Regions from separate parts of the Mus musculus genome. Here regions 2, 3, 4, 5, 6 and 7 are each linked to region 1. The links are chromatin contacts, called in public HiChIP or PLAC-seq, Micro-C and promoter capture Hi-C maps. All regions are on one chromosome and are shown on one strand. The core of a region is the stretch at or near the end of the contact, and the rest is flanking DNA. Distances in the headings are between cores, read along the strand shown.

Region 1 (3,825 bases), core at 988-3,487:
TTCATCTTTTTTCCTTAAAGAATCCTTGGTCCGTGTTGCTCTCCTTAATGGTGACGGTCAAAAAGTTTGAGGTCACATCTGTAACGACCACTTTCTCCAGGTTAGTCAGAGAGGGGCTCCAGGACTCTTCCTCTGGGTCCCCCAGGATCCTGGCCACTGGGATCCTGGCGATGAGGGAGGGCCTTCCCCCTTGCGCCCCCATGTCCCGATACAGGCTTCCCACTGAGGCTGGGGTGCCTGAACTATGTCGAACCCTGGCACCACCAGGGTCCAGGGCACCTTGGCCTTTGGCCTCCAGGAAAGCAGCCCTGTGCTTTATTACCCTGGCTGGAAAGGTGTCCACAGCCAACTTGCTCGAGGCCTCTGCTGAGCTAGGACTGGTCACACCATATTGCACCAGGTCTGAGTCCTGCCTTCGAGCAAGCTGGATCACACTGTGGCCAGCTGGGAACTTTCCTGTCCCAGAAGAGGTCTCATCCAGCTTCCTGCCTTTCAGGTACTCTCCAAGGCCGGCACTGGGCTCTCCCAAAGGTCTCTGTGAAGGGTCCAGGGGCTCCTTCCTGGGTTTCGGTCCTCGTTTCTTGGAGCTGTCCCCCGGTGAGCTGGGCTTGTCGTCTACACGGCTGGTACCCCTGTCCCTCTCTCGGTCCCGGTCCCGAGGTGGGTCTGCCCTGCAGGTACTGGTGCTGCTCCCTGGTGGGGGTAGCCCCGTGTTCCGCAGGCCCTCTCGGGCCCTGGAAGTAGACGCCAAATCCTGGGGTGAGCGGCCTGGGTAAGGGATCCGGATGCCTCTGGTAGAGTCACTTCTGAATTCATAGGTTTTGGCCTTTGCCTTGGCCTGGGCCTGCAGAAGGAAGTTGTTGTGAGGAGAAAAAAGCCCCGCCCCCGCCCACCCCACCCCCCCACGACCTCTAGCCTTGACTGCCCAACTTTCCCTGGATGCCTGGGAAATTCTAATTGAGTGGGGAGGTGGGCTCTTAGTAATAGTCTGGGGGAGGGGAATGAGGGTTTGTCTGGAAGAAGCCATTTGCAACCAACAGACTCCTTGTGTAACAGAGGTCTACTTGGGATGGCTGGAGGGGGGGTGGGAATGAAGGCCTTCTGGTGCAGCTAAGTCCTGCCTCTAGAACTCCGTGATGGGGCCTCTGACAGAAGTCCAGATTACAAATACACACAAGGCAAGGGCACCCATTGATTTACAAGCCCTGCAGATCCTCCCTGAACGGCACACTCCACCTCTGGAGATCGCAACATACCTTGAGAAGGAAGGTTTTAGGCTTGGGTCCTCGCTTTTTGGGGCCATAGAGCTCCATCTCCCGTTCCCTAAAGAAAGAAAAGAGAGAGAAGGGGGTGTGTCCTGGCTGCACCGAAGTCAGCGTGTATGGGTTCTAGTGAGTGGCTAGGCTAAGGGTCTGTACCTTTCCTCAAAGGCTGCAAGGAGGCGAGCATCCAGAATATTTTCTTCGGGCTCCCACGTGCTGTACCTAAAGGAAACCAGGAAGAATGGAGCATCAGTCCCTGGAGCAGGAGAGAGAGGACAGAGTGGAGGGCGTGTATGTGTGTGCAACTTTTCCGGCTGCCTTGTGTTGTATTTCAATGTGAAGGGGAAAAGAGGAAGAAAGAACCCTCCTCGATATCAGTGTGGGGTAGCGATTGCATATAACCTACTTACTTCTGCGACCAGCCCTTCCATTTCACGAGATATTCCATGCGTCCCTGCAGATGCAAAAGGGAAAATGCTTGTGTATGTGTGTGCGTGGGGAGAAATGCATGACGAGGACACAAGAAATACACACGAAAATGCATGCACCAAATGAATGCTCCAAACACTACCGCCAAAGGAACCAGTCCACTGCAGCACCCCTGCAGAAACGCTGCACAAAGTGCATGCACCGGCATTCATCCCCCACCCCACCCCCCATCCATGCAATCTGTGCAGGGCTGCAAGTCTAAGGAGAGCGCTGGGGCTGAGCCGCCGCCGCCGCCGCCACGGCCGCGGCCGCTGCTGGGACCTGGGGGAAGGGAGGCTGGGCTGCAGCAAGGGGAGGGAGCCTGGGCCCTGGTGAGGGAGAGTTCGCGTCGCCGCCCGCCTTCCCCTTCACCTACTTTGCGAATGCGCCGCTTCAGGAGGGCTTCGGCCGCGAACACCCGCTCCCCCACCGCCGAGAGCTCCATGTTGACTCGCCGCTTCCCCCCTCAGCCGCTTCCAGGAGCAGAAAAGCAGCAGCCAGCCCTCGACAGCCCATAATACTCTCCCGCTGACGTCAGTTCTCCTCCCTCCCCCGCGCACTCTCCCTCCCTCCACCCCCTCCCAGCGCTTCCTCCCGCCCCACGTGTTGCTAACGACGTTGCTAAAGCCAAGCGTCCTGGGCCCGTTCTGCGGGCGCTGATTGGACTAGCGCCCGGCCACGCCCCTCTCCCCGTCTCCCCTGCGTTGCTACGTGACCCGCGTTCCAATAGCCAGGAGGCGGGGTCTCTGTCCACTCCAGAGACCCAGAGGGAGGGGGAGCGAGCCGTCAGCGGAAGTGACGCCAAGCGGGGCGGGCCCGGCTGCTGTCAGTCTGCACGGCTGGACAGGGGGGCCGCTGCCCTAGGCTCCCGCCCCTGGCCCCCCTGCCTGATTGCCCAGCGTTTCCCCGGGTGCGTGGCTTGCCCCGCCGAGCTATTAGGGCTCCCTGCGTAGGTGCCAGCCAGGCGCTGCCCCTCTGCAGACCCAGGCCCTCCCCACCTGCCCATGCCCTAGCTGGCGCCATCCTGGTCGCCAGCCGCCGTTGATGCACAATGCACAGGTGCTGGGGCGCATCGAGCCGCGCCCGAACCCCCGGACCTACGTCGCTTGCGCCGAACCTACTAATTCCCTGACCCCTCCCTTGCGGCCGCGCACCCTGGGTCTCCATGGCAACGCCCCCTCCTCCCTTCTTCACCAGTCCCATCCAGCTAACAAATCAATGAGCCTGCTCTTGGTCTCCAGTCGCATAGCGCTGCCCGCGTCCACCCTCCGGGTCCTGCGAGCTGGCGTGGGCGCTTCTCCGGGCTCAGAAGCCCAAAGCAGACTGGCACAAGCCAGTGTTTACCGCCTGAATCCATCCTGAAGCGAGACCCTGCAGGAGGGGTCGCGAGCCTCCTCTTCCCACCCTCATTGTCCCCAAGTCTCAGCTGCCCTGCCCCAGCCTCTATTCCTGACCCAGCCTGCAGTTTCCGTCCAATCCACTCCTCAGTCCTGAGAGAAGTCAACCCTGACCACATCTGTCCCGGCCTGGGTGGGTTTAAGGAGCCTATGACCATCGAGGCAGAGCCTAGAGCCTGGCTAGCTCTGGAGGCGCCGCGGCTCTGCTCCAGACCTGGGTGCAGAGCTAGTGCACTTTCTGTCTCGGGCTCTTCTAGACGACGTAAGCGTAAGCGGGGGATTCCCGACAAACATCAGTATGGACTTTGAGGGGTGTGGCGGTATCTAGTGCGGCCTGGAAGAGACACCCCCACCCCCACCCCCGACGCGAAGATGGCAAGTCCCAGGTAGGGGACGAGGGTCGCGCAGAGATGCCTCAGTCCCTTTTACACACCTGAGTACACTCAATGACCTTTTGCTCCTAGGCTCTCTTTCCTCCCCTCGTGGTAACCCCTGTTGAGGCGCGGGGGGGGGGGGGGTTCAACAGCAGCTATCCCCACATTGCCCTTTTACTACCCAAGCTCCAGATCACAGAGCCCGACCTCGGAACACACAATTTATTTAAATCGCGATATCAACTTGGCTGAAAAAAGTTTCCCTTGGCCAAGAAGAGGCTGGGAAAAGGGGAGAGAGAAAAAGAAAAAACGACGAAGCCCGGA
Region 2 (3,825 bases), core at 696-3,195, 2.0 Mb before region 1:
CATGCCTTTAATCCCAGAACTGGGGAGGCAGAGGCAGGCGGATTTCTGAGTTCGAGGCCAACCTGGTCTAGGACAGCCAGGGCTATACAGAGAAACCCCTGTCTCGAAAACAACAACAACAACAAATGGCTCCAGAATAAATTATCTCTTATTTCCTTTGGGGCAAAAGTTGTGTCTTGCGCGCGTCGGACTCGACCAGCAAGAACGACGCTGCAACAGGATCCTTCTGCACACATTTATTGGGAGAGCTTGATTGCAGAGGCGAAGAGACCCCAAGCCCAGAACTGGTGCTGCTTATATAGGCCTAGGAGAGGCGTGTCTCACACCCGGATTGGTTATGCACTACGCCTCATTTGCATGTTCCTCATCTGATTGGCTATTCTCTCTCTGTACCTCACAGAGCCTCATTATCATACCTCATTTGCATGTCTCACATCTGAGTGGTTATACTCTCAAAGCCTCATTATCATGCCCAGGCCAGGCAGTGTCTTTGCAAAAAACTTTACTGCATATGTACACATTGGTTGTTTGTCCAAACTTATGGGTGGTGGCCAGCAGTAGTCAGTGTCACTCTGCAACGGCACATGTGGCTTCCCACAGTTGTGTTTTTACATCCACAAGACTCATCTCAATAAATAAATAAAATAGCCTTCAAAGGGGGAGTCTGTATTCAGTGGTTGGATTCACATTACAGTGAAACATGCAAAAACCCTTCATTCATCTCAATGAGGTTCGTGTGTCATTTTCTTCATTTACTGAAAATACAGAGTGCACCCTCTCCTTGCCTTTCCCCGCGCCTCTAGCTGACCTGAAGATGATCTTGATTCCAGTTAGAAGGAGCCACAGCTGTAGGGGTAATGGCTGTGTGACACTTTCCCTAGGGAGATGAGACCACCTTGTTTACTAAATGACAGACCAAAGTAACAATGACACCAAATGCCCCTCCCGCCCCCATGAAGTGGCCAGTTTTCTGGGGTTACTCACAGGAGCACGGATAGCCCAAAGACACTCACATTACTAAGAGCCTAGCCCAGCATGAGTGACAGCTCAGGAGAGCTGGAAACTGGAGCTCTCTGCATGATTTGGGGCTAATTCCACAAGTTCGGAGGGTCTCTCCTCATTAAGGAGGGCGGGGCCTTGTGAATCTGGTAAGCTTTAGGAATTTTTTGAGACTTGTCACTTATTTTCCGAGTCTTAGAGTCTTAAGGACTATCCGGATCGCACTTTCTCAAGCTTCCCTCCGGGTGAGATGTTTCGGAGGAAATTACTACATAGCACCGACTTGGCCCTGGCATTATTGATCAATTTTTTTTCGTGGGATTTCCCATTGGCCCCTGGGATACCTTGGGATGATTGAAACCTGGACCTGCATGCAGGACTTGGATGCCACTTTGGAGGTTGGAGGTCTTAGCCCAGAGATGCCACATCACAGATCTAACTAACCCTTTGCTGGACCACGGTGTCATGTTCCTCGGGAGGTCTCTGCTGAAGGCATGATTCTAGATACAGTCCTGCGGCGGTCAGGTCAGAGGTGCGATTTTGGGAAGCCTTTGGATCAAGAGGGTGCTGACGTCAACGGGTATCAGTTGATACCACCTATGGGTTTATACTGTGATGGAAGGTCACACACAGGTTTGCAACAGAACCAGCTGGGTTTCAACTGCCTTTGCCACAACAGGGCTGACTGGGCTCGGGAAAGTCAACTTTTTGGTCTGCACAGGGCTGCGTGATTGATAAAGGGTCAGTGGCTAGGCTAGCTCCTGCCGCCCAAGAGTAGGGAGTCCCTCCCGCTTGCGCCCCTGTAGACGAGGTCCCACCGCCGCGTGGAACTCTGGCCGCTCTAACCGCGTCTAGAACGCGGCCCCTTTAAGGCCGACCTGGATGACCCGAAGGCCAGAGCGACCTTCTAGCGGCCGTCTCGATGGTAAATCTTCAGTTCCGGCCGGAAGTGCATTTGCAGAGCTGGTTCCGCCGGGGAGGAGAACTCGCGTGCTCCGTGCAGAGGGGATGCATCCTGCGCAGCGTGGCTCGGGGGCGCCGTGGAGCCTCCCGAAGGCGATCGTGGGATTCAGAAACCTCTCCCGGGACTCCCATGGGAGGAGGCTGACCCCGGGCCGGCACGCGATCGCGGGATGGGCTGGAGTTGTAGGAAGGCCCTAGGCCCGGGCCGCCATCGGCGGGGCACTGGCTGCTTCTGTGTTGCAGGCGCCGCACGGGTTCGTCCGCTTACACAGAATTGTATTAAATTGTCTTTTTATTTCCCCACCCAGGAAATGAACCACATCCCCCAACGACTAGACGGAAGCACGCACAAGCTCCTTCCTCCCGAGGAGCGTTTCCAGTGACTTGAGCTTGGTTGGCCCAGGTATGTCAATCCTTGGGGGTGGGACGGTGACCTGAGGCCGACGGTCTGGGAAAAGGCTCCTGTGTGGCTGTACCCGCCCGAGGTGGGTGCAGCCCCGTACCAGACAGCCCGACCTTGACCTAAAGTAAAATCCCAGAGGAGGAGGAACCTCTTCCCTGGGGTTAGAATTTGCAGTAACAGGTGTGGACATCCTAGCAGCAGTTTGGTGGTCATGTATGATACTGCAAACAGGAGCCCTGCTGAAGCTGTGGGGACTGAGCACAGTCCTCCAAAAGCAAATATTTGACCATTACTCAAGCCCCTCACTTTAGATAAAAAAGAGAAAAAAGACGTATTCATTATTTTATTTTATTTTAGAGTGTGGATGTTTGCCTGGTGCCCCCAAGGGGTCACAAGAGGGTACCAGATTTCCCAGAAGTGGCATTATAGAGTATTGTCAGCCCCGGTGTGGATGCTGGGAACTGAACCCAGGTCCTTTAAGAGGGCAACAAGTGTTCAGCTTCAATGCTGAGCCATCTCTCCAGCAACTGCACCACCCCGCTCTGAGATAGGGTCTCACTTAGCCCAGGCTGGCCTTTACTCATTAAGTAGCTGAGGGCAGCCTTTGAACTTCTAATCCTCCTTCCTCTGCCTCTGGTAGCCGCCTGGATGACCGGCATCCTCGAGCACACGTGGTTTATGGGATGTACGGATAAAGCTCAAGGCTATATGCATGCTAGGAAGTCTTCTACTCCTGGGTGTCTGTCCCACCCACGTGGAGCTTAAACAAAGATGCATACAGTTGTGACTCCAGACGTCACTGGACAAGACACCAGTACAACCCAAACAAACAGAAATCGTTCCCCAGGACTCACCTGAGCGACCGTGGGCCCCACTAGGTTGTCTCTTCAGTGTGGTTGAAGGACTGGGCGTTTGCATTTTGAGTAGCCACATGGGGCCAGTGGTCACCATTTTGAAGGTCCTGGGTGTGGCATACTTCCGGAAAAACCATGACAAGAGGAATCTGCCATAGTTCAGGCTTGTCACATGCTCTTCAGGGGCACGGGAGCCAGGCTGGAGTGTGGCTCAATGATAGACATATGCTTAGTGTGTCTTGAGAAGGTCCTGCTTGTTACACGGGACTCTGCATCTGTTCAGGTAGACATCAACAAGTCATGGAAGGCAATTGGAAAGAGACAGCACACAGGGACTATGGCGGTCCTGTGAGGGAGGTACAGATGGGGTCAGGAACACAGGCATGCTGGAGTCAGACATGGCTGGAGGGGAGGGAGGTCAAATAGGAATGGATTTCAAGTTGTGCTGAGCTGCAGAGGCCTCGTTTCTGCATCTGTCAACCAGCAGGTTTCCAAGGAAAGCCTGCAGTTAAATCTGGGCAGAGAAGGTTCTGGAAGTCACTGGGTGGGTGGCCAGCCCCGGGTGTCAGCAGTTTTTATCCATTTGGAAGGACAGGAAATTAAAAA
Region 3 (3,825 bases), core at 900-3,399, 1.5 Mb after region 1:
GGTCATCAGACCTAGAACGTGTATCCTATTCTTTCCCGGGACTAGCAAACTATTAGATATTCCCTAAATGGACCCAAACCCAGACTCCTTCTCCTGAAGGACCTGGCTCTCGTTGCACTCCTGTCACATCGCTGTCTAAACGTCCTGGACACTCCCCAGAAATCCACCAGCTGATCTCAACTCACTGGGGGCCTTTGCTTGAGCCTGCCCTGTGTTTGAAACATGGCGTCCAGAGGGAAGACCATTTTATCTCGGACGACCACCCCAGGATCTGGGCTGCTTTTGTCAACAGGGTACGATACTTCCGGCCACCAGCATGTCCAGCTTGCCCACAGACAGGCCCCGGGCTTGCGCAGAGCCACTGCATCAGGACAACTGGGATGTGGGCAGGGCAGGTAGCCGGCAAGGACACCGGCGCGGTTTGGGGAGGCTGGCCTGCGCAGCTCAAAAGCAGGGAGCGCCCTCAGAGGCTGCCCCGGGACCGCGGGCGTCGGTTCCCGGGGAGGTGGGGGGGCGGCCGCCACGTCCGCACTCCGTGGAGACACCGGCCTTGTCTCTCCCCGCTCAGGCCAGGCGACCCAGCGACACCAGGGCGGGGCGGGGCGGGGCGGCCAAGGTCCCACGGAGCCTGCAGCGCCCCGCCCCGCCGTGCCTCCGCGCCGCGCCTTCCTCACCTCGCCCTCCTCGCCGCCGCCGCTGCCGCCGCCGCCGCCGCTTCCAGTGGGCCGGCCGGAAGTGACGCGGCGCGCAGGCGCAAACGGCGCGGGCCACGTGATCGCTGGCGAACGGAGTGCGGCGAGGTCGGAGGCGCGCGAGGTCGTCCCGGAAACACGGGTGGGTGTCGGGGGAAGGGAGGGGTTGCCGGGCATCTCTGAACAAGAACATCGGCGCACCGGCCCCGGACACGCATTTCCCCGGCCCTGCGCTGCCAGCGAGCCCCCGCGTACCTGGCGATGGTTTTGTACTGGACTGCGCTAATCAAGTCATCATCACAGCTTGGGAATTATGTTTATTGAAAAAGTAAAAAGTATCACCATTAAAAAACAAACAAACCTGGAGAAAAAGCCAGGCCAGAGAAATGGGTATAGGGGCAAGAGGGTCGTTCCCCACAAGTCCTAACCAGCCTGGCTGCCTCACTGCACATCCAGTGGGCACTCTAGTCCTTGGGGCAAGGTGCTTGCCACTTCTCCAAGGAGGCGCAAGCCCCAAAGGGCTCTCCTGGCTCAGTCCATGCTGGTTCCTTTGAAGAGTTCCACCAAGTCTTTGAAGTCCGGGTCAATAAGGTCGGAGGGCAGATCGCCATCATCATTGGCTGCATCTCTGTCTGCCCCCAAAGAGATGAGATACCTGAGGTGTGAAGGGCAGGTGGTTAAAGCCTACTCAGCCCACTCCGGGGCCAAAAGGCTAGAATATTGGGGTCACCTGTTTGTTTTTTCCAGGCAGAGTGAGGAGGAAGAAACCTGACCCCTTGGAAGCTGTGGCCAGATTTTCCGGCTTGCTCTAATGTTGCAATCGGGTAGAAACTGCCAGAATCCCTGAGTTGATGCCTACATCCTCAGAGCCATATTTTGGGGGGGTCCACCTGGAGAGATTAGGATGAAACCTCTGAACCACATTCCATAGTCTCACCTGGCTATGTCAGGGTACCCATCACTGCAAGCGATGTGCAGTGGTGTCCAGCCTGTCTCATCCCGCTGGTGAATGTCAGCCCCGTATTTGACTAGCAACTTCACACACTCTAGGTTTCCAGAGAGCACAGCTTCATGCAGAGCAGCCAGTCCTGGGCAGGGTGGGAACACAGGGTCAAAGCTGTAACCCTCAGAAGAGGATCTCCCCTGCCTCCTTATGGACAGAAGGCCAGACTCTCAGTTATCTACTCACCTGAGGGATGGATAGTGTCTAGGGAGACTTTCCGAGCCCGGATAAAGCGTCCCACCTGCTCCAGGTCGCCTTGTCGAATGTGGTCCAAGAAGAGAACATCGTTAGGGAAGCGCACGCTCCGATCGGCCAACATCCGCCGCCTCCGCTGTCGGGGGCTGTAGCGAGCATAGCGGACCGTTCGGCTGGGCATCCTGGGATTGAGGTGGGCTATCTCTGTGGGTATGAGTGAGAAAGTGTCCCTACCAGACCAGATCTGTGTAAGCTCTCCTGCTCGACAGAACCTCGATTCCAGCTTATAAAGGGCTTGCGAGGCTATATAAAGCCACGCAGTCATGCTTGCAGACGCGAGGGGCTGAAACTGAGCTGCTCCGCGCTCCCTGAGCACAGGATCATGTTTAGTGGCTCATCTTTCAGCACACCTGTCACTATGTCCGGCCAAAGGGGTCAGATCCTTCCTGGCTACTACTCCCTCTCCGCAGCTGGACCTAGAAGGTGCCTTATAGAGGACAGAAGGACTAGGAGAGAGTCCATGAAGAAAGCTGTGGATGTGAGCTCAAGGGCATCAAGAGGGTCTAAGCTTAAAGGATGATGGATCACCTGTCTACCTACTGGGAGCTGAGCTCCCTCCCCATCTGAAGAGCACCAATCCATTGTCATTTAGGAGGTCACAGCCCTGTCCATTTCCCAATGTGTCACTCTCACCTCTCCAAGAGTAGATTCCCAAAACTGCCTTTAGGGTGCATCATACTGACATCTCAACTCTACAGACAGATCAACACTACTAGTCCTATGGGACTCACCCAGCACACACACATACTGCCTCTGTTTTCTGGACAGCCTATGGACTCATGTTGAAGATATCCAGTCTGATCCTAAGAGTCAGGGGATGGTTTCCATTATGGGTGAAGAAAGGGAAGGACCCCATACAAAGCTTCCTGCAGCTTCTTTGCCAGCTGTCTTGCTTTTACAACAGGTTCAACTGTGGTGTCAGGCGATGCTTGGCTTGGGGGTATGAGACTACCAGGTAGACAGAATGCAAGAACAGAGTTGGGCCAGAGGAGCCCAGAAGCTTGGCTGTGGAGCTACAGATAGCTCCCAACTCAACAGCTTCCCCTGCATCCCTGAATGCTAATGGTGGACTCTGCAGATTGGGTTAAGCCAGAACTTAAACCCTCATGGTTGCAGTGGCTGGCAGCCTCATACCAGGAAGGGCTCCTTCTGAGGTTCTGAGGGAGCCTTTGCACCAAGCTTACCAGAGTTTACCAGCCTCAGTCCTTGGTGTTCTTTGGCTTCTAAAAGTATCACACAATCCCTCCATTCATATCTAACGCTGCTGTCTACGCCTGTGTCCAAATCCTATGCCCCCACACATACACTTTTCTTTGTAACTCAGGCAAACTCCTGAGCATCCTGCCCTCAGTTACCACCTGCGAGTTTACGAGGGTGCACTACCACAGTCAGTTACCCCATTACTTTTTTTATTTCCCCCCACCCCCAGGGAAGGTAGTTGTTTTCCAGGTTGGCCAGTCCTGAACTCAGAATTCTCCCTCAGGCTCCTCAAAATTGTGCTAGAATTACAGGCCTGTGCTGTCACATCTGGCTCAGATAGCTCCTTACAAAGGCATAAATGTTCTTACAAAGATTTAGGGCACAGTGCACTACAATATGACCTTATCCTATTACCCAAACAGTCACATTGAAAAGTATCAAGAGCAGCCAGGCACAGTGTTGCACACCTTTATTTAATCCCAGCACTCAGAAAGCAGAGGCAGGCAGATCTCAGTTTGAGACCAGCCTGATCTAACAGAGTTCCAGGACAGGCAGGGCTGTTACACACACACACACACACACACACACACACACACACACACACACACACAACCTATCTCAAAACAACTGCAAAAAAAGTATTGAGAGCTAGGACATAAATTTGTGAGACTGGAG
Region 4 (3,825 bases), core at 736-3,235, 1.4 Mb after region 1:
CCAGGCTACCAGGTATGTGGGCACCCAGCATCTACACCCAGCCGTTGCCTGTTCCTCATCTTTTCCCTCACCTCACTGCCTTCCTTCCATAGAGCGTGGCTTCTCAGGCCCCACAGAGCCTCCCAGCCATCTCACAGCCTCCACAGACCAGCAACATAGGCTACATGGGGAGCCAGCCAATGTCCATGGGCTACCAGCCGTACAATATGCAGGTAAAGAGACCTAGTCTTTGCTAGGCACAGAGGGCTATCCCAGGCAGGCCCTCTCCTCCTTGCTCTCGCTTCTGCTTTCTTCCAGCCAGGAGGGTCTGTTTGTGTCTGGTCACAGATAACTCAGTGTCGGGCTCCATCTTACTTCCCACAGAATCTCATGACCGCCCTTCCCGGGCAGGATGCGTCTCTGCCAGCCCAGCAGCCCTACATCCCAGGGCAGCAGCCCCTGTACCAGCAGGTGAGCCGTCTCCCAGCGGCCTGCCCTTGGACTTCTGAGCTTCCTTTGATCCCTTGCACTGGGTGCATCAGGGGCTTTGCTCAGCAGACAGAATCATGACATGCCATTAAGTGCACGTATGTACACATGCGTCCATATTGCACAGGAGACAAGTTTACAAGAGATCACACGTGCCATTGCCATATTGGTAACAACCTGATCTACTATGTGCTAAGGTGAAGCTTGTTCTAAGCCGAAGGTTTTGTTTGTGAAGGGGGGTGATGAGCCTATCTGCTCTTTCTCTCCAGATGGCCCCCAGCACCGGCCCTCCCCAGCAGCAACCCCCTGTGGCCCAGCCAGCGCCTACACAGGGACCGCCAGCACAGGGCAGTGAGGCCCAGCTCATCTCCTTTGACTGACCTTGAGTCTGGCGCTCACCATGCAGAGTAACACTACAGTTCACCAGAAACCACTTATATGTCTAACTAGCCATTCCTCCCCTATTACTGCCCTGTAGTGTCCCTTCTGTGAGCAAGGGGTGGGCCTTCCCCCTTGGCCCTCTTCCCTGTCCTCGGTGGTCTGGCTCCTATCACTGGTTCCCTGCTTCAGTCCTGATGCCGTCTGACCTCCCCGGGACTGGGGCTCTGCAGGGCAAGTAGAACCTTCTCTGGAGAGTGCCCGGCTGTGTTGGGTGCCACAGGTGAATGCTGTGGGGATGCTTAGCCTGGCCCGGAGTCTGATGTGAACTAACTGTGTGGTGTCCAGGCCTGGCCCTGGTACCCAGAAGAACCATGTGGCTCCTGCACAGCAAGGGTAGAAGCTTTAGGTATCTCTGTCTCCCCTTCTCCTTGGATGTCATCTCTCAGTGCAGAGCAGTGAAAATAAAATGTATTTCAAAACTCTCATGATTGATTGTTCGGGCAGCAGGCTGGGTTGGACCAACAATTTAATAGTCTGCATCTGTTGTGGAGTGTGCTGGGTACTGGCTGAGAAACCGTGGACTTGCCAACAGTCTCCTTCCTGGTGGGGATTCTGCAGACTCATCTGGTGCAGGATACATCACCAGGCGGGTGAGGAAGGGTGCAAACGCGGGCTTTTGCAGCCCAACTGCCCTCAGGATTACCCACTGCTTAAGGTTTTAGCTCTCAATAGCTCACCCTGAAATATACGGTTCAACCTGACTTCTGTGAGGTCTCAAGTTTTGCTCTTTCCCTCCCCGCTAAGCGCCCGCCTTAGTGTGCACTCAAAGGAGGCGGTTCCGCCTAGTGAGCTCTTGGGAGGACTCCAGGCCCTTCCTTCTCCTAGGTTTAGAGTACTGGGCTCCTGAGGTTGCTAACCTCTTGGACCACTGAGTTGAATTCAAGGGGCTATGAGTTCCGTAGGTAAAGGGGTGGGGGCGCCTACTTATTCCCCTGGCGAGACAAAGGCGTGCGGAACACGACTGATGGAGAAAGCGCCAACCCAGTATTGTCTCCGCGCCTGCGCGTCGCACCGCCTAGTGCGTAATACCAGGAGCCAACCCGGGCTAGAGCGGCCCGGACAGCTCGCCTCCTCCCGGATAGAGCGTCGCTTCCGCTTAGAGCCGCGTGTGACCTTCCCGCTTGCGGAGCTATGCTGCCGGTGGCGGCTAGCCGCTGCCTGTGGGGGCCACGGCTTGGACTCCGGGGGGCAGCGCTTCGCCTTGCCAGGTAAAGCGGTGGTCTAGAGCGCCATTGCCGGGGCGGCGGGCAGGAAGTAGGTTCAGAGGGAAGGGGTGACGGGCGCATCGCCACCTTCCGCGGCCCAGCCTGCGGGGCGTGGAGAGGGCGGCTCGGCCTGGGCGACCTTGGGTGCAGGTACCTTTCGTCCCCAGCTTCCCGCCGCTGAGACCCATCGCCGTGGTCGGCAGCATAGCCCGAGCCCCGTGCTTTGGAAGGCTTGGTGCAGCACTGTGCACCCGCCAGGCTGATGTATTCCATTCAACCAGAAGCCTGCCGTTCTGGGCAGTATTGCAGACATAGTCGTGGGCTCCTGAGGCTCTATGGGAAATGTAGGAAAGCTTTTTCGGGTCCCTTAACCCCAGCTTGTGGAGCCTGGCCTCAGCGGTGGCAGACTGAGCACATGGATCTTGTACCCTTGAGTCTCCCGTTTTTTCTGATCTAACGGCTGTTTGCCTGGGGTAGGCAACAGATGCCCAGCGTCTGTGCAGCGCGGCAGTTGAGAAGCAGCAGCCACCGAAGGAGTGAAGCACTCGCCGGCGCACCTCTGGATAATGCTCCCAAAGAATACCCCCCCAAGATCCAGCAGCTGGTCCAAGACATTGCCAGCCTTACGCTCCTGGAGATCTCAGACCTCAACGAACTCCTGAAGGTATTAGGAGAGATCGGCACAGGCCAGGACTAAAGTCCCTGCCTTCTAGTTGTATTTTTACCAAACAAAGGTCAGAGGTCCCTGTCTCTTCTGGGGTGTTTTGGGAGTTTGGTAAATTATCAAATGTACTTTCCTAGGTGGTAGGGCCAAATAGGCTTGTACCTCCATTTGTACCTCCATTTAGGGTTTGATAAGCAGCCACTGAGACCTCTCCTTCATCCTACAGAAAACATTGAAGATCCAGGATGTCGGCCTTATGCCAATGGGTGGCATGGTGCCTGGTCCCGTCTCTGCTGCAGCACCGGCCTCTGAGGTGAGCCTAGGCCACAGGAAGACCCAGTTCTGTGTGCCCAGTTAACTGCCCGACTCAATAACTTAGGTATTTCCCTGTTCCTCCTTGAGTCTGTAGCTGTAATCCCTGTGTTCTGCTGTGGGCTCCCTGCAATAGCTTTGGGAAATTTTCTGCCGAAGGCATTCGAGATCTTTACTAGTGCGTGCATGTGTGTGGGTGTGCATGAGCAGGGGGTGGTCAAAGGTCAGCTTTTGGGGGTTCTCCCCTTCCGCATGGGTTCTGGGGATCAGGACCTCGATTCTGTAAGCTAGCTTTCCTTCTGCCCTCTGAGCTACACTGGTGGGAAAAATGATCTGAAGAGAGGAAACGGTACGCCAAACAGTGCAGCAGTCTTGAGTATTATTAAAAGTAGGGAGGGCACAGAGATGTTGTGGGAGAGTGCCTGCCTCAAGTGCACTGCACCAATTTGGACAGGTAGGGAAGAGACTTGGAATTTCGAGGAAGGCCTCTACAACATGACAATGTTGAATCAAACTTGAAGGTGTTGAGGAAGAGAAAGCAAGGTGTTTCTCAAAGAGTTCTGGCTGACAGAGGGTTTCCAAGTGATTTTTTTTTTTAAAGATTTATTTATTTATTATATGTAAGTACACTGTAGCTGTCTTCAGACATTTCCAGAAGAGGGAGTCAGATCTCATTAAGGATGGTTGTAAGCCACCATGTGGTTGCTGGGATTTGAACTCACGACCTTCGGAAGA
Region 5 (3,825 bases), core at 870-3,369, 1.2 Mb after region 1:
GGATCGGTAAACAAAATCAGTGAAAGAAAATAGCGAGGAACTCGAATTCCAAGCACTCAGAAAATCTGCGGCTTGCAAGAGATGCTTACACCAACCGAGAACAGGGGCGCTCGCGTTCCGGGGCCTCCCGTTGCCAGCAGCGGTTTCTCCCGAGCCGGGAATCTTCTCTCCGTGCGTGCGAAGCGGGAAACGGCTGCCCGCCGCTGGAGGGACCAGAACAACGGAGCTCACCTCAGGCCAAGCCCGGCCGGCGTTCGCCGTCGGGTCACCACCGAGCCACCGGGAGCCGGAATTCGCGCCCATCCCTCACAGGATGGCCTGATTCAATCGCGTACTGGATCTGCAGGAGATGTGCCTCACCGCAGCTCGTGCGCCCCGGCGCGCAGCAATCACCGCGCTGGAGAGGGCGCAATCCCGGGCTGGCCTCGCGCCTCCACCCCGCAGTCAGGCTTGTGTTCCCCGTCCGGCGGCCTGCGGAGACCCCGGCTTACCTAGAGCGGGCGGCGGCCGAAGCCCAGTCGCTTGCGAGGGGGAAATCCCGGAGTCCCCGCCCGCCGCCCCCATCCTCCCAGGTCAGCGTGGCCCGCAGGGGGCCAGGCCGGCCCGGCAGTGCGCCCGCTTCCCCTTTCTCTTCAGATGCCTTTGATCCCCAAGCTCTCCGCCGCACCTCGGCTCCCGAGCTGCCTGGGTCGGCCCGCGGGGATCCTGGAAACCGTCCCCGGTTTATCTCCTTTCATCAAGCGGCCTTGGGCAGCCTTGAAACCGCGGAGCCAGTAATTGCTTTTTTCAGGAGGCCCGGTGCGGACTGGATAACAGCCAATCAGCGCCTTGTTTACACTTAGTGATGGACAGCCCGCTGGCAAAGTGCCAACCAATCGTGACCGTTTTGCAGAAGCAAGGGAGGCGGGGAAAGAGAGGAGACCACAGATCTCAGATTTAACTCCTTTGTGTCCACGCAGGAAAGAGACTGGAAAAATCCAAAGGAATATAGCTGTGTCGATTGGCATCTACTTAAATACTCCCCCCCAACACACAGAGAAAAAGAGAAGCAGAAATTATGTATTCATCGCCACTAAGACATCACCTCTACTTCTTGAGAATAAATAACATTTGGGTAGGCAACCAAATTCTAACCGAAATATTTGCTTGCAGAATATTTTAAAAGCGCTTTGATTCTGATTATGATAAAGAGAATTGTTTAGAGGCTGTTTTCCATTGTAGAGAGAAATTTGCGAATATGCAGGGACAGGCCCTGAGAAATGCTAAGCATGGTTTTCACACCATGACAACCACCCCTAAAATTATCAAGTGAAGATATTTTTAAAATCTAGGGGCTGATAGAAAAAGTAAATCCTTATCTTGGCAACAGAGCCTCGATTTTCATTTCGATTGTTGCTACGCTGCAAAGTGTGGCGGAGGGAGATAATAATTGAGAGCGGACAGATAGATGGCTGGCGAAGAAAGGTACATCTGCCTCTCGGGCAGGGGGAAGAAGGGCATATATGGAGCCTGTGGGCATGCCTCAGGCAGAAGTGTATTCCTAGTTTGGGTGGGGGGCGCCTGGGAGTGGAGGTACATCAGGGTAACTCAGAATCTGCGCTTGGAAGTTGGGCCTACGTGCAGCAGGTTCTGCCACCTGCCAAACAGACCCTTGGTATGGACAGAGCATCTGGTTTACAGCGTGAGGCTATTTCTTCTTTTTTATTTTGTGCATAAAAACAAATAAAAATGCCCCAAACCTTACACCTGACAAATTATGGAAAAACAAAACCACAAGTCTCCCCTGGACACGGACACCCGTTCTCACTATCCCTAGCTCCTCTCCCGCCCTGCGCCACCACATTCCCATTCAGCAGCAATGATCTGCGCAAAGGAGCTGCGCAGTCGCTGGGCTTGAATTAGGCGCCATCAGGCTTGGTAGTAGCCCTGCTGCTCCCTGATTGGCAGCTCCCTGGCCCGGCGCCAGCCTATTGGGAGGCCTGTTTACGCCGAATGAGTGGCACGAGCTCAGGGCCGTGGAGGGCCGAGCAGCCAATCAGCGCTCGGGCTGCTCCGGGCTGAGTGGCACGAGCTTATTAGTATGCAGGGCCCGTGGCTCGCCGCGCCGGGCTGCAGGTTTGAGAGCCGCTCTGGATGGGCTCGCTAGAGTCGTTGTTGTGGAAGCCGTGCATTCACAGTGCAACAGTCAGCACATTGAAAATACCAATAGGAATACAAACCAAAGTCACATTTACTGATTTAATTGTATTGCATTCAATTGTATCCAGGAAACAGCCTCCAGTAAGTAACTCAAATTGCTTTCATTTTTAATTTTTTTTGCTATTTTTATTATTTTATTATATTATTTTGGTTTTTGGGGGTTTACATTTTTAAGCAAAAGAAATTCAGGATTGTGATGTTAAATAATAGAGCTTCCCTTTTAAAATCCGTTATGATGTTGAAAGGCTTTTTTTTAAAAGATGGACTATATATATGAGTACGATATTTTTTCTTCTGAAAAATTTTATCGATCGGTTTAAAATTCCCCCCGTAATGCGTCCTTGCTTTGCTCTGAGCGCTTGTTGTCTCGATCGACACCCTGCATTAAAAATAAATTATCGAGACAGGACAGAGACCGCCAAGCTTCGTTCAGCAAGAGCCTCGCGGGTAGCCCCGAATGGACAGTCAGTGAGAGCCCAGTTCTGGAGGAACCAGGAGCGAACCCCAATTATTTGCTCCCCCATCTTACTCCCCTCCCCCAGCAATCTTGAATGGGCTCCGCCCGGTCGTTCCGTGGCGCAGGGAACGGTCGGCTCTCCGTGGCCACGGCTTTCCGGGCCTCAGTGAAGGGACAGGAGATTAGAGGGGTACTGGCAGGTTTTCAGGTTCCGCTCCCCACAGACTTAATTCTTTTCAGAACATTTCCCTTTTTTTCCCTCTCTGGGGGAGTTGGGATGGAGGAGGGGGGCTGAACAGTGGGGCGTCTTCATGCTGCGCGTTCTGGGCAGCACGCGGGCTCAGGCCAAGACCCGCGTGGCGTGGTCCGGGGACCGGTCCATTTCCCAGAGCGGGGGTCTTGCACCACCCAGTCCCCGTTCCTAGCTGGGCTGATGGGGGGGGGGCGGGTTTCGCAGGGAGCGGGTTGTGAAGCGACGCTGGAGCCATTCGCTCCCGGCGCGCTCCTGGCTGCGGCCTGGCCTTGCAGGCCCCATTGCGCCCACCCGCGCGGGAAACTCGGCAGGAGGGAGCCCACGGACTCCAGAGCTTGGCCTCCACCGGAGGACAAAGGCGTCTCAGACCCGGCGTTTCGATGCGAAATTTGAAAACAAAGCAAACCTTGAGGAGCTGGGGGTACGAGTGCTGCCCAAGCCTCAGGAGGGTGCACAATTCTGGGGGTCACGCCCAGCCACCCGGGGGAGGATTTCTGGGGTTCGGGTTCTTTAGCTGTGCTCTCGTCGTCGGCTCTCCGGCCGCGCGCGGCTCTCTGCCCGCTGCCACTGTTTCCTCTGGTCCAATCCTGCCCGGGGTCCATTGCGGTGTCTTGTACCGGGGTTTGGCTTGGGGAGGCCTCGGAGCCTCGGGACTCGGCGATCTGCTGCATCTCAGCTTCCGGCCGCGGCTCTCGGTCTGTGGCCTCAGTTTCTGCCCTTACTCGCTCCGTATGGAGCCGGCTTTCCCAGGCCCTGGGCGCGAGCAGACCGGGGCGGCGCGGCAGCTCTCGGGCAGGACAGAACACAAAGAAAAGTCCCCTCTAGTCCGTTCAGAAGCGCAACGGCGGGTACCGGAGACACAACCCACCCCTTGTTTGCGTAGAAAGTCTAGCAGGCTTGAGAGAAAGGCACGAAC
Region 6 (3,825 bases), core at 428-2,927, 1.1 Mb after region 1:
GAATTCGCCCCGGACTTTGGAAGGTGGCCACAATTAAGGATCGCTTTGTCCCAGAAAGAGGGACCTTCCCCCCGGCCGGGACCCTTCTCTCCTCGGCGGGATCCGTGCTCAACCAGACTCTGGGTAGGGAAGTCACACTCTTCCTCACCCCAACTACGACGAAGATGGATACTTGGTGTGCGTGGGGCCGGAAGTTTTTAAACGAGATTCCACTCGCAGCTTCCAAACGTCCACCTGGTGCTGCACGCTTGGGGGCCTTTTCTTCTAATTTAAGGGGTGGGAAGGATGGGACAAAAGAAAAACAACCCACCTTACTTTGCAATCTTCCTCAAAGAGACTGGGAGTACTTTTCATTCCATAGGGGTTTCTACCCCACCAGCCAGAGCCCCGTTTCTTCTTCTGAAATGGTCTTCTCACAAAGCCACCCTTAGCCGACACCGTGTAAAATCCCACTATCGGGTAAGCCAGTGGGGACGCTTCTGGCTCAGCTGCAGCTAACTTGGGAGAAAAGAAAGTGAATTCTTCAAGAACTTTAAAATAAAAGCGGCCCTTTCCCGGCAACTCGCGTCTAGCTTCGCCTTTGTTTTAAACACACATATAAAACCCTTGTCCTTCCTCGGAACGGGGGGCGGGGAGAACTGAGGGTCCACATTCAGAAGCGCTTTCCCCTTAAAAAATATTCTCGGAGGAGCTCTTTTGTTTGAAGTGGGTATGGGGGAGGGGACGGGGCCCGCTCCAGTTCAGCTACCAGGCTCTTAACAAACCACCACCAACAAAAAACCACAACTCTGAGGGTATCTCCTAACCCCGCAAATCTGGGGTTCCCGGATCCAGGAGGGATTCGTTCCTAGACACCCGGCGCGCAGCAGAAGCCAAGACCAGGTTTCCCTAAAGTAAACATCCCGGTTCAGAAAACGAGAATTCTAGGTTTCCGGGTTGGGGGATAACTGTATGAACCACTTCGAAACAGAGCCATCTTGCTGTAGTACCCATGGAGTCCTGGATGAATTTCGTGGGCCTCTGAAGAAAGTGACGCGCATTTCCACAGGAACTGGCTCCAAGCCCGTCTTACGGGTGGTGGAGAGCCCAGTAGGGATTCCAGAATACAGCTCAGGAGGCTACCCCGAGTTCGGCTACCGTCCCAGGACCCCTCAGAAAGACACGTTTGGTGCGAAAATCTCCTACACACCAGCTGGGTTTTTATTCCTTCCCTCCCCAGAGTGTGCTCTGGGCGCGCGGGAAACAAGGAAAAAGCACGTACCTGGCGGCGCTCTGAGGGCAGCCTCACCGGCCCTCCGTAGGCAAGGGAGCTCCCAGAAGCTACTCCCTATCCGGCTGGTCGACCCTAGGCCTGTCCCTCCATCCCTCCCTCCCTACCCGGCTGGTCGACCTCCGCCGAGCTAATTCTCCAGGAGGCAGGAGCGGGATACCCGGCCCGCCTTTCTGGAAATGGGATCCGTTTTTTAGCGCCAGGGCCCGCGCCAACGTCCAGGCCACCGTCGGCGCGCAGGGTTTCCCTAGTCCTTTGGATCAGCAGAGAGTGGGGCGGCCTGGACGCTGGGCTGCGGCTCGCGCACCAGCTCCCTGTTCCCGCGCGCCCTTCTGCATCCAGGCTCCGGCGTGTCCACGTTCCCAATCGCGAAAAGGGGACGAACTCTGAGCCCTCCGGGAAGAGAAGGCTGCAGCCGCAGTCCAGGAAAGAGCCCTAGGGCGGGAGGGGTGCAGGGCGGAGGGGCGGGAGAGCTACCAGCGCCCCACGGCCGCGGCCCTCGTGGGGGTGGGGAGGGCGCCCAGCCCCACCCACGTGGAGGCCCCCGCCCCGCCTCCATGAGGGCAGCGTCCCCGCCTGCCCCAGCGCCTCCGCCTAGCCCCGCCCCATCGCCTCCCGCAGCGGCCGCTCCCTTTGTCTGGGCAGCCGGTGCAAACCAATGGCATCGCGTGGGCGGTGCTCAGGTTGGCCAATAGATGATCCAGGAGGTGTGGCCGAAGAGGAGGGTCTATTTCCCCGAGAAGATACGGTAAACTGGTAAGCTTTTCAGGATCTGGGCTCTGAGGCCGAGAGTGTCTGCAGCTTCGAGCTGGCTCCGCCGTGGAATTACAAATTTTGGATTCCTTTCCACTATCTGGAAAGATGCCCCCAAATCCGGAAGGAAGTGTAAGGGAATCATATCTGGACTCTAGGGAGAGGAAGCCCCAGGGGATTTGATTTTAGAATGGCCCCTTGCACCCGGGACACGCAGTGCCTTGAACTTTGAAATTCAGGGTGTGCAACATCCCCAGAAGTCAGGAAGGTTCTCTGAGATCGAGTGGTAATAATGTGATGTTCAGCTTTCAAGGCGTCTCTGAGTTCAGGGGCAGAGGTGCATAGGCCCTCTCAGGAAGGACTACAGGATTGGGGGCCACTGCCCCAGGACCACCTTAGTGGGCAGCGACTCATTTGCTTTCTGAGCGGAGAAATATCGAGTGCTGAAAAATATTCAGGCTAAAGTGGACCACGGCCAGAGAGCTGTTGCTGGCTTGCCCCAGACAGACAGGGAAAGATACATCTCAAGTGTGCCCCAAGCCACGCCAGGGCAGCAAGTGCAGGAGACAAACAAGAGCCAAGCCATACCTACAGGAGCAGGCAGGTGTCTCCTCTTGAGTTCACCGCCTTGTCCTGGTCTCAGACCTGGAGGTGTTTCCCAACCTTTTCTCCCTTTCTGCATCTTGGCTCCAAGTGAAATCCGCAAACCAAGAAGAAAAGGAAAACAACCACCTGATGTAGGGGCTGTAATCTGGTGCCGCCGATGGTAAAATGAGCCCCGGAGGTAAATGAGGTACATTACAACCCTGGATTTGCAGGGCTCCACCTGAGCGCTATCAATCCCAGCATCTCCCAGGAGGTTGTCACAGAAGCTAACATCTAATTCCCTGTTGCTGAAGGCAGTACTCAGCCACCTTTATGGCTCTGTTTTGAAATTCCTCTTTTCAGAAGTCCAGGGATCCTGAGAGGGCCTGTAGCTAACTGAAGGGCAAGTTGCAGCACTCAGGATCTAGGACTTGTCCGGCTATGGTTGCAAACCACAGACGTGGTGATCAAATCGACCTTGAAGTTCAGCTCCCAGGGATTAAGCACCCCAGGGTGGACACAAACTGATTTTTTTTTTTTAGACCAAGAGGGATTGAATCAAGATAGTGGTCAAGATAATTCCTAATAGCCTCTCTTCCCACCCTCAAGCCCTAGAAATGATAGAAAAGTTTTAAAATCCATTACAACTAGAGAACAAGAAGAGTGCCTGGGAGACAAGTCAGGGCACTGCTCCTGCAAGAGGGAGCATGGGAGGGAAACTGCTGGCCGGCAGGAGGGCTCCAAGGAGAGCCTCTCAGAGGAAACTGTGGAATTCTGGGATCTCTGTCAGGGTGATGGGTGGGAGTCTGTGGAGACAATCTCTTCCTGGGCTGTGCTCAGTGGACTGAAACTAAGCAGATGCCCTGGAGAGTCATATGTGAAGGAGTTCTCTTGGCCTTAGAGCCTCCACTGAGGTTCTCAGCAGCACAGGAGGCCCAGTGCATAGAGACTGGACTACTGGATGGGAACACTGATGGGAGCACTGAACAGTACAGAGCAGCACAAGTTAGAACCACTGGCCCTGGCTGCAGAATTGGCTCGGTGATTAAGAGCACTTGTCTAGCACTTGCAGAGGACCTGGGTTTGAGTCTCAGTAGTTACATTGTATAGGAGTACACCATTGCTCTCTTCAGACACACCAGAAGAGGGCATCAGACCCCATTGCTGGGAATTGAACTCAGGACCTCTGGCAGAGCAGTCAGTGCTCATAAAGACTC
Region 7 (3,825 bases), core at 658-3,157, 1.1 Mb before region 1:
ACCGACCGTTGGGGCTGGATTTTTGTGCTTGTGCCATGTGCCTCGGAGGAGAGGCGACCGACCGACCCAGGCCCCCCTCTGACCCTTTTGCTCCTTAAAGTGGAGCATCATACTGATCCAGGAACTCCCGAATGGGTCCAGGCAGCTGGGTCACTTTCTCATAGGAGTCCAGGTGGCCGTTGACAGTCTTCCGACAAAGATGCTGGAGGGTGGCCACGTTGGAGGAGAGAGGTCGGCTCAGTACCAGCGGAATCTTCTCGCCCCCAGAATAGATGTAGTAAGCTCTCTTGGGGGTACTCCCGGGGAGTGCCTGGGCAGGTGGCTGCTCCGGAACTTCGGACGAGGGTTCCGTGGGTGGCAAAGAAAAGGAGGGGGTCCCTGGAGGCGGCATGTAGTGGTGCACCAGCTTGAGTACACAGTCGAAGCGGGGAACTGGCTGCGTGCTTCGGGGGTCACTCTGCAGCGAAAAGCTGCCCCCCTCACACTGGATGCGTAGGTTCTTGGTCCCCGACTGGGTCTTGACGCTCAACGTGAAGAAGTGGCGCTGGTCCGAGCTGTCGCGGATAAGAAAGGTGCCCGCGGGCTCGGCGCTGAGCAGCAGGTTCGCCTCGCCGCCGGTCACGGCGCTCCAGTAGAATCCGCTCTCCTGCAGCTTGCGCACGGCGTTCACCACCAGCTGGTACTCGCTTTTGGAGCTGAAGGTCTTGAGGCGCAGGCTGGTGTCCAGGGGGCGGCTCATCCCGGCGGCGGGAAACTTGCTGTGGGTGACCATGGCGCACGGAGCCAGCGTGGATCTGCGCGGCGGTGGCTGCAGCTGCTTCGCGGCCTCCGCACAGCGGCCGCTACCGCATCCCGGGGAGCTGCAGAGAGCAAAGCGTGAGGCGCGTGAGTGCCCGGAACCCTCCAGCGTGCCCGGCCCTCCAGCCTCCGCCTAGCGCCCGGGGCACCCCTTTGCCCCGCTTTAGACCGTGTCTCAGGCCCAGCCACCTCGCGGAACTCGACTGTCCTCGGTCACTGCCGGCCAACCCCAGACAGTCTCTTCCCCTGCCCGCCCTAGGAGGACGCCCAGAGAAAACTCGCGCGTGGAAGTTGGGTCTCCAGGAGCGCGGCCAGGATGGGGAGAGACACAAGAGCCCTAGGGACGCTCAGGGCGCCTCTCAGTCCGGTGTCCTCAGTGGCGAGGGCGAAAAAAGGGGGGTGCCAAACCCGAGATATGTGAGAGAGGGGACAGGAGAAACCCGAGGGCCCCAGTCTGAGTATGACGGGAATCAGGGATCTTCGGTTCTCATCCGCTCTGCCCCCTACCTCGTCCCCTCCCTACCGGGAATGACCCGGGAAGGGGAGGAGAAACCGGGAAAAGCTCCCGAGCTGGACCGAGGCCCCCACCCTTCCCCACACCGCGCCCCTCCTTCCTACCTAGTCCCGAAGCGAAATCTCCGGCCTTGGGGCTGCGCCTCCTATGGTCCCCGAGGCGAGGCGGCGGCCAGCAGTGGCTCGCGCTGCGCCCAGATGTTGGCAGCCGTGAAGTCTACAAAGGGGCTCCCCGTGCGTGCGCCCCCTCTGGCTTCGCTGCTCCCCGGGCCGATGAGGCGCACTCCTGGGCGAATCAGGCAAAGGACCTGGGCGAGGGACCTCGACGGAGAGCTGGGCCGGGAAGGGGGCGTCCGGGAGCCCGGAGAGACAGCGGTCGTAAGAGCAGGCGAGTGTAGAGTCAGAGTTAGAGCCGCCTCGGAGGCCGCGCGCGCGGGTATTTACCCGGCCAGTACGCCCCGCCCCCCGATTCCTGGAACTGCCCGGCCGGTCTTCTTGTAATGTTTAGTCACTACTCTGCACTGAAAGGCTGTGCGCGGAGGGCGAGGGAGGGGCCGCGGAGGGCGGGCTTGGAGCTGGGGCCTCCAGGACCCGCCGAGACTCACCGAGAGGGAGACAAAGCGCGGCGCGAGGCTGCCCGACCGGCGGGCGCGGCGCCAGCCTTGGCCGAGCGTTCCTGGCAGCGGCCCCTCCCCCGCGCGCTCCGCCCCCAACTTCTCATTCACACTTTCCCCCCCCTCCCTTCTAAGAAGGCTGGTTTCTGGCAGAGGCGGGGGCGTCGCGATGGGAGCGCGCGGGCAGTTCTAGGAGGCCAGCCGGGAGAGGCTCCCTCCTGGCACCCCTTCCCTTTCTTTTGATCCCCGCGGGGACGCTCCCCTCCCTCTGCACCCAGGCCACTCCGAGGTCCTCATGTACAGTTCCAAGCATCCCGTGCCAACCAAAAGGGACGTAGGACCATTCAGCCACCAGCCCACTGGGGACCTAGGAAGTGGAGGAGGGGGATGCGCGACATTTACCTGTAGACAGGTCCAAAAGATGAAGCTGTGAGATCCAGAAGTGGAGGAGACACTGACTTAGAAGCAGCTACCTGGCCTCAGCTCATCCGCCCATTGCCTGGTTCTTCGGTGACAGACGTGGGTGCTGATGTCCTTTGGGGAGTGGGGTGGGAGGAGCAGCTAACTACTACCTTATCACTCATCTGGGCCTCCCAACCTGCGTGGCGAACTGTGGGTCCGCCCAGGTACTCTCGGCGCGGTGGGGGAGCTAGAGGAAAGAAACCCTCATCCCATGCTCGTCCCCCGAGTCCACCAGAGGGCGCGCTGGAGTCTTGTAGGCGAGCCGAGTTTTGCTGTTTCCCAGGCTCTGTATAGAGAGAATAAGAGGTTGTGGGGCTCCTTATTCAAGAACAGGAGTGGGGAACCCAGAGAGAGAAGCCTCACTTCCCAGGACAGGGTCAAACCTGAGAAGGAATGTCGACTAGGAGGACTGTCCACAGAGCGTTGTAACGGGTTCAGCCACTGCCTGAAAGTCGCTGAGGTGTCAGAATGGACCCTCTCTTGCCTCTACGTTTTAAGGTGTCTGAACTTTCCCGATGGTGGGGTGGAGAGGGAGTATTGATAAGAGCAGGTGATTGAGGTGAAAGGTTGTTTACTCCTGGTCACGTGAGTATCTATAAAGGCCTAGTGTCGAGTTTTGCAACAGGCAGCAGGAAGTGGCAGCCACCTGAGAACCAGCTAAGTGACACACAGTGTCTGCTCTCAGTGGGCTTTCTGACCTGCCCTCTTGGATACCACAGGCTTCTTGTAACACCAGTAGGAGGGCAAACTGACTACACAGAGTAGCTTGGGCTAGGAGGGAGGGCTGCCTGCTTCCCTTCTGGCCCACTGTGTCCAATCTGCTCCACTGATGCTGAGGAACTAAGAGAGACCAGGGCAGGTGCACTGCCTCTCTGGACTCAGTCTTGTTATCTGTTAAATAGGGATGGGTGCCCATCTGTCCCCCGCCCCTGGCAATTCCAGTAGTCAAGAGGCTTAGGGGCCTTATTTAAAATATCTCACACTGGTCTGATGAGCAGATGCTCACAGATGGAGATCCCACAGGTGAGGCCCAGTCCTTGCCTTCGAGTCACTCTCAGGCTCCCCAAATGGATTCTCCCTTTCTCTGTGAACAAGCCCTCCTTGATCTCATTCAGGGAGTGTTCCCCAGCCACTGCCTTGACCGTATGCTTCTGAGCCGAGGGCAGTGGAGGACAGGGAGGACTCTTAGGAAATAGCCCTGGAGTTAATGGATGGGAAAGTGCTTTGTAAATTACAATGCTCTGCCACGAGTCAAGTTCATTCATCCATTCCACAAACCCTGACTTCGTGCCTGGCTCTGTCAGGCCTCGGGTGCAGCGCTGGGGCGGCAGAGCTGCGGGGCAAAACCCACAGTGGGGAAGAGGCTGTGGGCCATGAGCAAGGACTAGTCATGATTGTGACCCAGTGAGACACTGTGATAGCTTCTTAAGTAAGAGAG

The links. Promoter capture Hi-C pulls out the DNA fragments that hold promoters and counts their contacts. A called contact is a pair of places that touch in the nucleus more often than the background predicts. HiChIP or PLAC-seq counts read pairs in DNA pulled down with a chosen protein or histone mark.
Region 2: a contact with region 1 is called in a promoter capture Hi-C map of liver, with 2.4 times the contacts expected there. The contact joins the promoter of Snhg20 here to the promoter of Cbx8 in region 1. A contact is called at or near these places in 2 of 39 promoter capture datasets (liver and stem cell-derived epiblast-like cells) and 1 of 115 datasets of contacts at active chromatin or transcription factors (pancreatic cancer cells).
Region 3: a contact with region 1 is called in an HNF4G HiChIP or PLAC-seq map of pancreatic cancer cells. The contact joins the promoter of Ppp1r27 here to the promoter of Cbx8 in region 1. A contact is called at or near these places in 1 of 39 promoter capture datasets (the C10 cell line) and 1 of 115 datasets of contacts at active chromatin or transcription factors (pancreatic cancer cells).
Region 4: a contact with region 1 is called in an HNF4G HiChIP or PLAC-seq map of pancreatic cancer cells. The contact joins the promoter of Mrpl12 here to the promoter of Cbx8 in region 1. A contact is called at or near these places in 1 of 39 promoter capture datasets (pre-B cells) and 1 of 115 datasets of contacts at active chromatin or transcription factors (pancreatic cancer cells).
Region 5: a contact with region 1 is called in a Micro-C map of embryonic stem cells, with 5 times the contacts expected there. The contact joins the promoter of Bahcc1 here to the promoter of Cbx8 in region 1. A contact is called at or near these places in 10 of 39 promoter capture datasets (cranial neural crest, embryonic stem cells, hippocampal neurons and 4 more), 13 of 484 Hi-C or Micro-C datasets (B cells and embryonic stem cells) and 8 of 115 datasets of contacts at active chromatin or transcription factors (differentiating embryonic stem cells, embryonic stem cells, pancreatic cancer cells and 1 more).
Region 6: an H3K27ac HiChIP or PLAC-seq map of embryonic stem cells shows a contact between it and region 1, with 12 times the contacts expected there. The contact joins the promoter of 2810410L24Rik here to the promoter of Cbx8 in region 1. A contact is called at or near these places in 1 of 39 promoter capture datasets (embryonic stem cells), 6 of 484 Hi-C or Micro-C datasets (all in embryonic stem cells), 9 of 115 datasets of contacts at active chromatin or transcription factors (embryonic brain, embryonic stem cells, extraembryonic endoderm stem cells and 1 more) and 1 of 9 other capture datasets (embryonic stem cells).
Region 7: a contact with region 1 is called in an HNF4G HiChIP or PLAC-seq map of pancreatic cancer cells. The contact joins the promoter of Socs3 here to the promoter of Cbx8 in region 1. A contact is called at or near these places in 3 of 484 Hi-C or Micro-C datasets (B cells and embryonic stem cells) and 1 of 115 datasets of contacts at active chromatin or transcription factors (pancreatic cancer cells).

The regions. Positions count from the first base shown.
Region 1 is chr11:119,038,676-119,042,500 of GRCm38.p6, forward strand. Cbx8 (chromobox 8) reads right to left here and starts at 2,238. Exons shown (of 5, transcript NM_013926.1): 1 at 2,107-2,238; 2 at 1,673-1,716; 3 at 1,419-1,484; 4 at 1,257-1,323; 5 at 1-844. The coding sequence starts at 2,175. The coding sequence ends at 2.
Region 2 is chr11:117,074,838-117,078,662 of GRCm38.p6, forward strand. Snhg20 (small nucleolar RNA host gene 20) reads left to right here and starts at 1,946. Exons shown (of 2, transcript NR_027059.1): 1 at 1,946-2,365. Mir6516 (microRNA 6516) reads left to right here and starts at 2,511; the gene lies at 2,511-2,620.
Region 3 is chr11:120,548,983-120,552,807 of GRCm38.p6, forward strand. It overlaps Ppp1r27 (protein phosphatase 1, regulatory subunit 27), which reads right to left and starts at 2,150. Exons shown (of 3, transcript NM_026814.3): 1 at 1,882-2,150; 2 at 1,630-1,780; 3 at 993-1,347. The coding sequence starts at 2,071. The coding sequence ends at 1,224. Mcrip1 (MAPK regulated corepressor interacting protein 1) reads right to left here and starts at 745. Exons shown (of 5, transcript NM_001033231.4): 1 at 675-745.
Region 4 is chr11:120,482,652-120,486,476 of GRCm38.p6, forward strand. It overlaps Mrpl12 (mitochondrial ribosomal protein L12), which reads left to right and starts at 1,986. Exons shown (of 5, transcript NM_027204.3): 1 at 1,986-2,117; 2 at 2,592-2,778; 3 at 3,005-3,091. The coding sequence starts at 2,041. It overlaps Hgs (HGF-regulated tyrosine kinase substrate), which reads left to right. Exons shown (of 22, transcript NM_008244.3): 19 at 1-12; 20 at 93-212; 21 at 364-450; 22 at 738-1,333. The coding sequence ends at 848.
Region 5 is chr11:120,230,828-120,234,652 of GRCm38.p6, forward strand. It overlaps Bahcc1 (BAH domain and coiled-coil containing 1), which reads left to right and starts at 2,120. Exons shown (of 28, transcript NM_001347621.2): 1 at 2,120-2,280. It overlaps 2900052L18Rik (RIKEN cDNA 2900052L18 gene), which reads right to left and starts at 790. Exons shown (of 2, transcript NR_151480.1): 1 at 668-790; 2 at 1-471.
Region 6 is chr11:120,188,179-120,192,003 of GRCm38.p6, forward strand. It overlaps 2810410L24Rik (RIKEN cDNA 2810410L24 gene), which reads right to left and starts at 1,678. Exons shown (of 3, transcript NR_030682.1): 1 at 1,262-1,678; 2 at 311-498. It also overlaps Gm9734.
Region 7 is chr11:117,967,459-117,971,283 of GRCm38.p6, forward strand. Socs3 (suppressor of cytokine signaling 3) reads right to left here and starts at 1,908. Exons shown (of 2, transcript NM_007707.3): 1 at 1,417-1,908; 2 at 1-860. The coding sequence starts at 772. The coding sequence ends at 95.